Linked DNA regions of Mus musculus: all the other regions are linked to region 2. The links are chromatin contacts, called in public HiChIP or PLAC-seq maps. All regions are on one chromosome and are shown on one strand. Each heading gives the region's core, a stretch centred on a gene start, on an enhancer-like site or on the middle of the called end of the contact. The rest is flanking DNA. Distances are from core to core; before and after follow the strand shown. Region 1 has its middle 150 kb from the start of Gm28175. Region 2 holds the start of Pantr2 (POU domain, class 3, transcription factor 3 adjacent noncoding transcript 2). Region 3 overlaps Gm29260 (a long non-coding RNA gene).

Evidence for each region. HiChIP or PLAC-seq counts read pairs in DNA pulled down with a chosen protein or histone mark.
Region 1: a contact with region 2 is called in an H3K4me3 HiChIP or PLAC-seq map of embryonic midbrain, with 5 times the contacts expected there. The contact joins the enhancer-like site here to the promoter of Pantr2 in region 2. A contact is called at or near these places in 1 of 39 promoter capture datasets (liver) and 7 of 115 datasets of contacts at active chromatin or transcription factors (astrocytes, embryonic brain, embryonic forebrain and 4 more).
Region 3: an H3K4me3 HiChIP or PLAC-seq map of embryonic forebrain shows a contact between it and region 2, with 9 times the contacts expected there. The contact joins the enhancer-like site here to the promoter of Pantr2 in region 2. A contact is called at or near these places in 3 of 39 promoter capture datasets (cranial neural crest, hippocampal neurons and liver), 1 of 484 Hi-C or Micro-C datasets (liver), 9 of 115 datasets of contacts at active chromatin or transcription factors (craniofacial prominence, embryonic basal ganglia, embryonic forebrain and 6 more) and 2 of 9 other capture datasets (embryonic tail and embryonic trunk).

The regions. Positions count from the first base shown.
Region 1 is chr1:42,107,112-42,110,301 of GRCm38.p6, forward strand. No RefSeq gene overlaps it. Among named protein-coding and RNA genes, the nearest start is that of Gm28175, 150 kb to the right of the region's middle. Within about 2 kb of position 1,525, at least 7 of the 459 cell types and tissues checked have an H3K27ac peak or open chromatin away from gene starts, as enhancers often do.
Region 2 is chr1:42,712,101-42,715,188 of GRCm38.p6, forward strand. It overlaps Pantr2 (POU domain, class 3, transcription factor 3 adjacent noncoding transcript 2), which reads right to left and starts at 1,354. Exons shown (of 4, transcript NR_110495.1): 1 at 1,255-1,354; 2 at 103-205. All of the region lies in intron 1 of Gm46091 (predicted gene, 46091), which reads left to right.
Region 3 is chr1:41,917,075-41,920,052 of GRCm38.p6, forward strand. Gm29260 (a long non-coding RNA gene) reads left to right here. Exons shown (of 6, transcript XR_373362.3): 5 at 2,835-2,947. Among named protein-coding and RNA genes, the nearest start is that of Gm29260, 180 kb to the left of the region's middle. Within about 2 kb of position 1,672, at least 10 of the 459 cell types and tissues checked have an H3K27ac peak or open chromatin away from gene starts, as enhancers often do. A contact at or near this core is called in craniofacial prominence and embryonic forebrain, where this site is marked.

The DNA.
Region 1 (3,190 bases), core at 275-2,774, 600 kb before region 2:
AGATGACTCAATAGGTTGATCCTAGGACCTACACGGTGGATGGGAAACCTGACAAGTTGTACTCTGTCCCCCATGTGTAATGGGTAATGCCTGATGTGCTTGGTGTGTGTGTGCATGTGTGTTTTGGTTTTGTTTTGTTTTTTTGTTTTTGTTTTTGTTTTTGGCTGTTAAATATGTCTGCAATTCTAAGGGGAAGTAAAGTCATGATTTTATTTGTGTGGCTTTTATAGCCATTACTTTTTAAGGCCAATCCTTACTTTGTGTCAGTTTTATTTTTCTTTCCTCAACAAGATGTCTTATTATTGTCTTGAAATGATTTATACCTTTGAGTTTTCCCACTGGAAACTCAAACTGAATTTCTTGACCCTGGATTCGTACTTATAGGTCCCATTATTCCAATAAACAAGTGAAGTCTCCTATAGACCAATATAATACTCAATGAAGAATCTTGAAAGTGAACGCTTTAGAAAGCCGTCAATGGAGTGGTAATTCTGACAACAGGGTGGACAAAGCAGGAGTTCTGAGAAAACAATGGAGTTATTTAAATTCCACCTCGAAAACTGACTGACAGTTTTTCAGGGAGCCATTGTGCTCCAAATTCCATCTCCAGGCAAGTCCAGCCTTCCCACAGTCCCCTGAAAAGCCTTTTATACCTTCCTCTTCTTCTAAAGGCGCCTTCAAAACCTCCCCCCAGCTAACTAGGATTTTCTACCATGAAAAAACAAAGGCTACATTTTTTTAAAGAAAAAAACAATATCACTTCTTTTCGAGGGAATCTGGGAGACAATGGGAAGCCTGGGACTTTCTCACTGGAATTCAAAGGCTAAACAAGCTGAAACACTTTTTGTGATTGTTTTGTTTGAAATCTACTCATTTTGGTTTCTTTCTTGGCTCCTTTATTGCCTACCCACTCCACAGAATATCTATCTAATTCTATATTGTAAAGGTAGACTTGACAGGCTAATAAAATCAATACCACTGCTGTGATATGTGCCAAAGAACCATGTCTAAGGACCACCCACCTACACCGAATTGCCTAAACCATCATACAGTGTTTAGAATAATTGTAATTTTTGGAAGGCACTCTTAAGATAGTCTCTCTCCACAGAATCAGAAACATTTTTAAGAGAGTGTTATATAATAGACATTTTAAATAAATATACATGTATGCACATGTACAATTTATAAGATGGTTTGGTGCTTCCATTAAAATTTATCCTTATTTTAGAAGAACTGCTTCTGGGCTTTATCAGATTATAAAATGAACATTTCAAAGAGAAGTTGTATTTAAGAGCAGTTGAGTTCTGAGCATCATTCAGAAACAATCTTTTTCCCCAAATAGGCTCACACAGTGTTAGTGCTATTGTTCTGTTTACTGGCCTCTAGGTAACCTTTGACAATTCCATGGTGTGCAAGGACAGAATTCTGAGGAACGTGTTGTTCTTTTGACTGGTCTTCTGCACTAGCGAACTTACCTACTTTCTCAGTCAGGCAGAGCAGCTTTGTCTAGAAGATCCCTATGAGACAACTGTGACCTTGGCAACTGACCTCTACTGTGTTCCCCAGTCTGGCAGACTGTATGGATCATCCGGTCAGGACCGTGCCTCTCCACTGCAATAGCACCAGGCTTAAGCACTCCATGACACTGGGACCAGGAGAACCAACAAGGTTGCCTTGAGACACAGGAGTCTGGGCTAGCTACCAAATTCACTCTAGGGTGGAAACCGAGTTTGTAGATTTTAAACTCTAAGCAAAGGAGAGTAGAATCCTTTCATGTTCTGTGCATTAAGAAGCTTACGTTAACCTTAAATGTCTTTGCATCTCTCTAGGAAAAATAGCCAGAGAGAGAAAGCCACAAAGTGAGCCAAGGTAAGACCCTCGGTAGGGACTTGGAGGGAGAATAATATTTCATCGTAGATAGACATGCCTTTCCATTTAGGAATACAGGAAAAGGCTTCATAGTCATGAGAGGGTGAACCACGGCCCTGCTCGGCTATGTCAACGGAGGCAAAAAGCAGCAGCGAATGAAGTTCTTAGGAAAGATGAAAGCAGAACGCTAGGAATTAGAAACTGCTTCCAAGGCTTCTGTGGACACTAGACTCTGCTGGGTAACCCGTGCCCTTAACAGAATAGAATCAACTCCTGAAATTAGAGCAAGTGGCTGGAAACAAAAAGGCTGAACAGAACTCTTAGGAAGGGGGAACTGGAAGTTTATTTAAAAGATCCCCAGAAAACAAACAAACAGAACAATAACAACAAAATCAAGAAGCAAAATAAACCAACAAAGAAATCAGCTGCCCCAGATGGAGTCAGAGCGAGACTTTATAACTCAAACACCAGCTCCCTCTAGTTCTTATGATCAGACAGAGCCTAGAAACAGAAGGAAGCACCTTCTCTACTGTTTGGCAGTAAATGTCAGCCTCAGGACCAGCCCTGGCAATGGCAGAGCATCAGCAGGACACCAATAATAGATCCCAATGCAAGCTTTAAAATAGGATATTTTACAAGATGCTATTTTTTTCTTTAAAAAAGATGTAGGCAAAAGTTCATTTTAGAACTATAATTTATTGTTTTATATGTGTTCGGGTGTTTTGCATGTATATTTATACATAATGTGTGTTTCTGGAGTCCACAGAGGTTAGGGAAAACTGTTGGCTATCCCTGGAAGTAGAGTTCCGGGTGATTGTGGGCGCTGGGAATCAAATTTAGGTACTCGGAAAAGCAGCCTATGCGATTAACTGTGAAACCATCTCTCCTACCTTAGTTTATTCTTTTAATTAATTGAAGGGAAAGTAGTGTTTGGTTATCTTCCTGGTGACAAGAAGGCATTTGACATAAATATATAATTCTAATATTTCTCAAAAACAATAGAATACAAATAGTTTTGTACTTTCCAAACAACCCTCAAATAAGCATCTTAATTAATTAAGAATTATCATAGTGATTAAAGTGTTGACAAGGGAAAAGCTATACATCATAGACCCCTCTCCATAACATAGCATGGAGATAGTTGTTATCAGTGAAACACATACACAAATACACACAAACACACATACACACACATACACATGCACATACACATATACATAAATACACGTACACATACATATACATACACAAACATACTTATACACACACACACACACACACACACACACACCACAGATAGGACAATGGCTGCTTCTGTGTG
Region 2 (3,088 bases), core at 104-2,603:
GAGGGAAGTGGTGGACAGCCTCCTGGAGGTAGCCTTAAGACTGGTAAAACTTCTCTGATACTTTCCCCTCTCCAGACAGCCACAGTCTCAGGAAAGACTCACCAAATGCCATGTCAACCCCGGAGCAAAAAGAACGTGGAAAACGTAGCACTAGTTCTTCATTTTCTCCTTAGCTGTTGAGTTTCACTTGTTCCTCTCACCCCATCTGTGGTAGAAGTTAAAACAACTTGTCCTTTTAAATAGATTTGGGTTTTCAGCATTACTAGAGTACTGGGAGAGAGTGCTTGCCCCAATTCCACATCCAAACCAAGTCGGTTGTAACCAGCCATCTTCAATTATGCTCTCCATAACTCGACAGAATCAGGAATCAAGGTACCATTAGGTACAAGAAGCAACAAACTTTACTAAAAGAAACAAATATAATATTGACCACGGATACATACAAACTCCCTGAAATATCATTTCTACTCTTCTTACTTCTTGGGGACAGGGGTAGGAAGTGGAGTGGGGAGGGATGGTGTAAAAATCTTAGCTGGTTTGAAAAATAACTCGATCATATTGTCTGAGTTTAAAGTTCTCAAGTCTAATCATAAGTAATAAAGTTGTTAATAGTTGTAATTGGTTTCATTGCTCGATGTAACTGGTGTTTTATTTGTGACCCAACTAAGCTTTGTAGCAAAGTACAGGTGGTTCAGAATCCATAAAAGGGAAGTTATTCCTTCTCAGGCAACTTTTCCCAATAGAAGGCAAAGTGAAGACGGCTGTCTCACACATTATCTCCTCTGCTTTGCTTTTTTTTTTTTTTTGAACACTATAGATCTAGGTTTTAATTTCTCTAGATGTGTGTGTGTATGTGTGTGTGTGTGTGTGTGTGTGTGTGTGTGTGTGTGTGTGTGTGTGTTTGATAGACCTGAAGATGCGTGGCCATCGTGCGTGGGCTCTTGAAAGCAGAGAAGAAACTCAATGTACTCAATGTACACAGAAAAGAACCGCTTTGCTAGCTAGATCAAATGCCCGACCAAGTTCACTTTCCATCCCTTCGCTGGAAGAGGGTCACCCACTGAAAGCGAAAGCTCCGGGGATTTGAGAGGGGCAGCAAGGACGGCTTAGCTTCCTAGGCCTTCTCCCAGTACTCTCTCTTCACACCCCGCTTCAGAGTACTTCTCAGGACTTCCTAATCCGAGGTGCCCACTACGGACTAGCTTCCCCGCGCTCTCCTCAACTCTTACTGGCTCCGCCGCACCCTGGACTCACCCCACACAGTCGGTCCGCTCCATCCAGACTGGAAACAGGTCTGAGTCGGGCAACGCTGGAAGCCACATCTCATCAACACCAATCCACACCAGTCGCCTAGATCTAGGCTGCAGAGAAGCCCGCGACACGCTGCCAATGATGGTGGGGGCAGGGAGGCCATGAAGAACCGCAGCCTCCAGCTGGGTTGCGGCTTTCTTATGGAAATGACCCGCGCTGGCCTACTGGACTCAAGCGGGTTCCATAGTCCCGCACCCCATCTCTCCAAAGCTTTTCCTCCCGCAAACCCTCATCCTCCTCATCCTACCGTGGCTGAACTGGTGGGGGATGAGCTAGAGCTACGCCCCGGCCGCAGAGCGCGGGCCGGGTCTCCCCTCGGCCCGACGGGCTCCAGCTCCGCATTAAATATTCATAGCAATCGCTACTTTCTTAAAGGGGAACCCGCCGCGCGGGAAAGTTCCCAGCCAGGGGGACTCACAAAGGAAGGTGTCTGCTCCCTCCGGTCCTAGGGGTAACCGGGCACACAGCTCCTGAACACTTGGGCGAACAGGGAAGGGAAGGGAAGGGAAAGATCAGAGTACCCGCTCGCCTACAGTCAAGACACTTCCTAGAGACTGCGAAAGAAGAGATATTTGGAAAGCTTTGGAAGCCCCGATCACTCGTCGCATAATTATTTAAAAATAAGTGGTCACATCTAATGCTTCAGGGTTTCCAGGGCCTTTCATTAGTTTCTTTCATTTTATAGTTTTAAAAGGACGGTGGTTTGACTTCATTCAGGCGTCATCCGCCCGGGGACCAGAAAGTTTGCTCTGTATTGCTTGAAACATGCACTCGGGGAACTTAGAAACATCACTTTGAGAGCCTAAAACAAAACCTGCACCTGTCCCATGGCTGATGTGCAGAGCTGGAGCTTGAGAACTCAGAACCCTTGTGGGGGTACTCGTGGGGAGAATTGGTCTGAACCCCAGCGCCACTGCTCAATTCCAGGCCTCTTTCTTCCAGAGCACGGAGGGCCTGCATAGATGTGCAGTCCTCGGCCTTCCGGAGGCCGAAACCCATCTGCCAACTGCTCAGCAGGGACCAGGAGAAAAGCGGAATGGGAAAGGAAGAGGAAGCAGAGAAAGTTCTGGGCCCGCTGCGGAGGAGGCCCTGCCTGGGATGCACCCCCGCCCGGGGCCAGCTGACCCGTGACCGCTCCTCCTGGTGCCAGGCGACGCCCGCGCCCTGGTGTGCTTTCACCCCCACATCCCCCCCCCCAGCCCCCCCCCCCCCCCCCCCGCTCACGCCCACTCCACACTCTCTCTCTCGATAAGGCTCTTTTTGTTCCGGACCAGGAGCACTTTCACAAATGGTTAGAAAGTCTTGAGCGCCATCTAACGGGAACAGCAAAAAGTTGAAAGTGGGTGGAGGTTAGGACCTGTGAGGTGCCCAGGCTGGGCTCCGGAGAGTCCTTTCCCCAACTCTATCCACACTCTCAAGCCTTGACTTCCCTTCTCTTACTCTCACAACTCTCGTCCCCTAGAACTCCAGACTTGACCACTCTCGCAGGCTCACCTTTCCAGAGCCCTGGGGCAGTTGTAGGCTGCTTCTTGGACCTTCTCTTCCACTCCTGGTAGGACTGCTTGCCAGGTTCCCTGGTGTCACACCTGCCTGAATAGGGTTCTGGTATCATTCAAAGTCTTTATGGTTTTCTTTTGGGCCTGAGATGGGAAGTCTCATGAATTCGCATGAGGTGCGCTGGTTTTCTGAAATGAAAACCCGTGAGCCTAAGCTTTTGCAGACAGAAGGAAGCAGAAGAATAAAGGTAATAGCAACCACTTCAAAGTGTGCAATCTAG
Region 3 (2,978 bases), core at 422-2,921, 790 kb before region 2:
AAGCCTTGTATATGCATATGGTGCTGTTCATTGATAAGATTCGTATGTATACAATAAGGATCCATTAAAGTTTCTGAGAGCCAGTTTGCACTCAGCACTCAGCACCCAGCACCCAGCACCCAGCACCCAGCACCCAGCACCCAGCAGTTCATCTCTCTTCTCTGCAGAGCAGTCTGTGGCTTCTCCACAGTCAATGTTTCTAGACACAAAGTCCTAGAGGGTACTGGTCCCTTTTTAAAATTTCAATGCCCAAAGGTAAGTGATTGTTCAAGAATGCTAGAAGATACCATTCCAGCATTTGGAGAGGACATTTTAGTACCCCCTGTCAGGCACAGGCAGAGGCTACTTAGATTCTAGACAAACGACCTAGGAGATGTCTAAGATGCTCTGCTGCCCCCAGAATGCCTAGAGACTGAGGGAGTTTTCAGACTCTGTCTTTGAATTCTGGGAGCTCTGCTTGTGGGACCTACAGGCTTTCTGTGTTGCTTATTGTCTCATGGAGGCTACCCTGGCAGGCTGACTGCGCTTCTTTGTCTCCTGAATTTTCTCTGGAGTGCGTTTGAAGAGGCTTCTCTTTTCTAGTCTGTGGCACGCCTCTCCCCACCTGCTTTTGCTCCCCCTGCCCTTCTCTGCTCAAGAACCATGAGAGAAAAATCTGAGTCATTCCCTAGGAATAACCACTATGCTTTCTTCACTATGAAAGTACAAGAATGTGGTGGTGCACCCACACTTGTATGTGGTCACAGGCAGGCTGAAATTTATCCAGGAACACCCACGGATGTCACTATGCCCCATTAGTACTTAAGTCCCAGTTGATAGTCTGCCTACCCACACCTCACTCCTTTCTCAGAGACTTTTTTTTTTAGGTATTTTCCTCGTTTACATTTTCAATGCTATCCCAAAGGTCCCCCCTACCCACCCCCCCCCACTCCCCTACCCACCCACTCCCCCTTTTTGGCCCTGGCGTTCACCTGTACTGGGGCATATAAAGTTTGCAAGTCCAATGGGCCTCTCTTTGCAGTGATGGCCGATTACAGAGACAAAATTTGGAGCTGTGACGAAAGGATGGACCATCTAGTGATTGCCATATGCAGGGATCCATCCCATAATCAGCTTCCAAATGCTGACACCATTGCATACACTAGCAAGATTTCGCTGAAAGGACCCAGATATAGGTCTCAGAGACTTTTAAAGCTGTGGATAGAAAAAATAACCTTTTCCCCAAAAAGTGGAGCCTAGCCTGAAGCTCGAAAGCCCCGTCTTAAGTGCCACAGCTTCAGGGAGTGGACTTCCTGGTCACTTTCAGTTCTCCTGTCGCCCTTCTTCCTTTGCTCTAGGAGAAAGAGCTTGAGGAAGGAGGGCCGGCCATAAAGCTGGGGTATACTCTGAGGGAGAAAGTAATCCTTTAATTAAGAGGGGAATTCTTTTGTACCTGCACTGTATCCTTTTGATGCATTTAGATAGAGGGAACCTGAGAGGCCAGGGACAATGGCAGTTTGCTACTGTCTGAATCCCTTCCCCTTACACTTAATCCTGTCCTTATTGGGACCTTGGGTAGAAAGCTGATAATTTTGGTGTTGTCCTAAAAAGGAAGGCAGTGCCTTGAATTCCTGCCACTATCCCCTGATAATGAACAGGCCTAATGAATGCGGGTACGTGGTAAGAACCTGTGACCAGCTGCATCGGGGCAGGCAGTACAGCTCAGGTTTAATTGGGAGCAGGTATTGGAAGGCTGTATTACTTTAATTGGTGAGGGGTTTTCTAAATGGAAAGGACAAAGTATAATGAAGAAATTGTGCCGTACAATAGCACTTAAGCTGGGATTGTATGCATCCGTTAATCTGCTGAGGAATGAGGCAATTCTAAACAATTTTCTCAGTGAAACCAACTCCAGAAAGCCTGTCCCCTTTGTTCCCCCTTGGGAAAATGCAAGATTGAAACAGAAAATACCTTTACCGAAGCAATCATGTGCCACGTGTAGAAAGCGGATACAGCTGTAAGCTCTGCAAAAGGGATCTTTGTGGTCCAATAGGGGGACGGAAACAGAGATAAGGCTTGGGATAAGAGTGAGCCTGCGTCTGAAGTAGGAATACAGTAATGGCATTTACAGTGACAGATGAGCCTCTGAGGAGAGAGCAGGACAGTTCAGAGAGGGGAATCTGATATTTAAAAGACAGGGCCTTGATAATTAAGAGTAACATTGCATTAAGCTGTTACGCAGCTCATTATGGACAGAAGGAAAAGCCGTGTCTCCGAAAAAGTTAATGATTCTCAAGAAACCTTTCTGGAAGCCGTAACAGTACTAAAAGCCTTGGTGGACAAAAGTTTGAAGTCAGGCTGTATTTCTGGCTTCCAAATTTCATTTAAAATTGTGAAGGGCACTGTGGTCAAAAAGCCATTGCAATAACTGTGTGGTGTTCTCTGTTGCCTGACAGGGCTCAGGTGCTGTCTGTGTGTACAGCTAGACCAGGGAAGGAGGGAGACTAGCTAAGGAATGGAATTTACAAAAGTTACTGCTTTAAACACATGAGTATAAAACAGACAGGAGACATTCACCATCAGGCACTTGCTACTGACTAATTTCCTTTCACAATTTGTATTCTACAGCATATCTCTACAATAACGACACACACACACGCACACACATACACACACACACACACACACACACACACACAGAGAGAGAGAGAGAGAGAGAGAGAGAGAGAGAGAGAGACTATTGGCTTTATATTTGTGACTCAATGAGCCTTTATGAGACTGTTCAACAGAATTCTTAATAGGTTTAAACTTCTTGTGCATGAGCAATTGAATTATTCTTGTGTATTTTCTTCTAGGTGGGAAAACACGATGATCCTAAGCTTTGTGGTTTTCAAAGAAGTTCATCAGTGGGGGGAGGAGAAAATGGAGCAGAAGAGAAGTGTTGGCCAGACTTTCCCAGGATTCCCAGGTGGGTTTCATATATTGCTCAACTAGAAGAA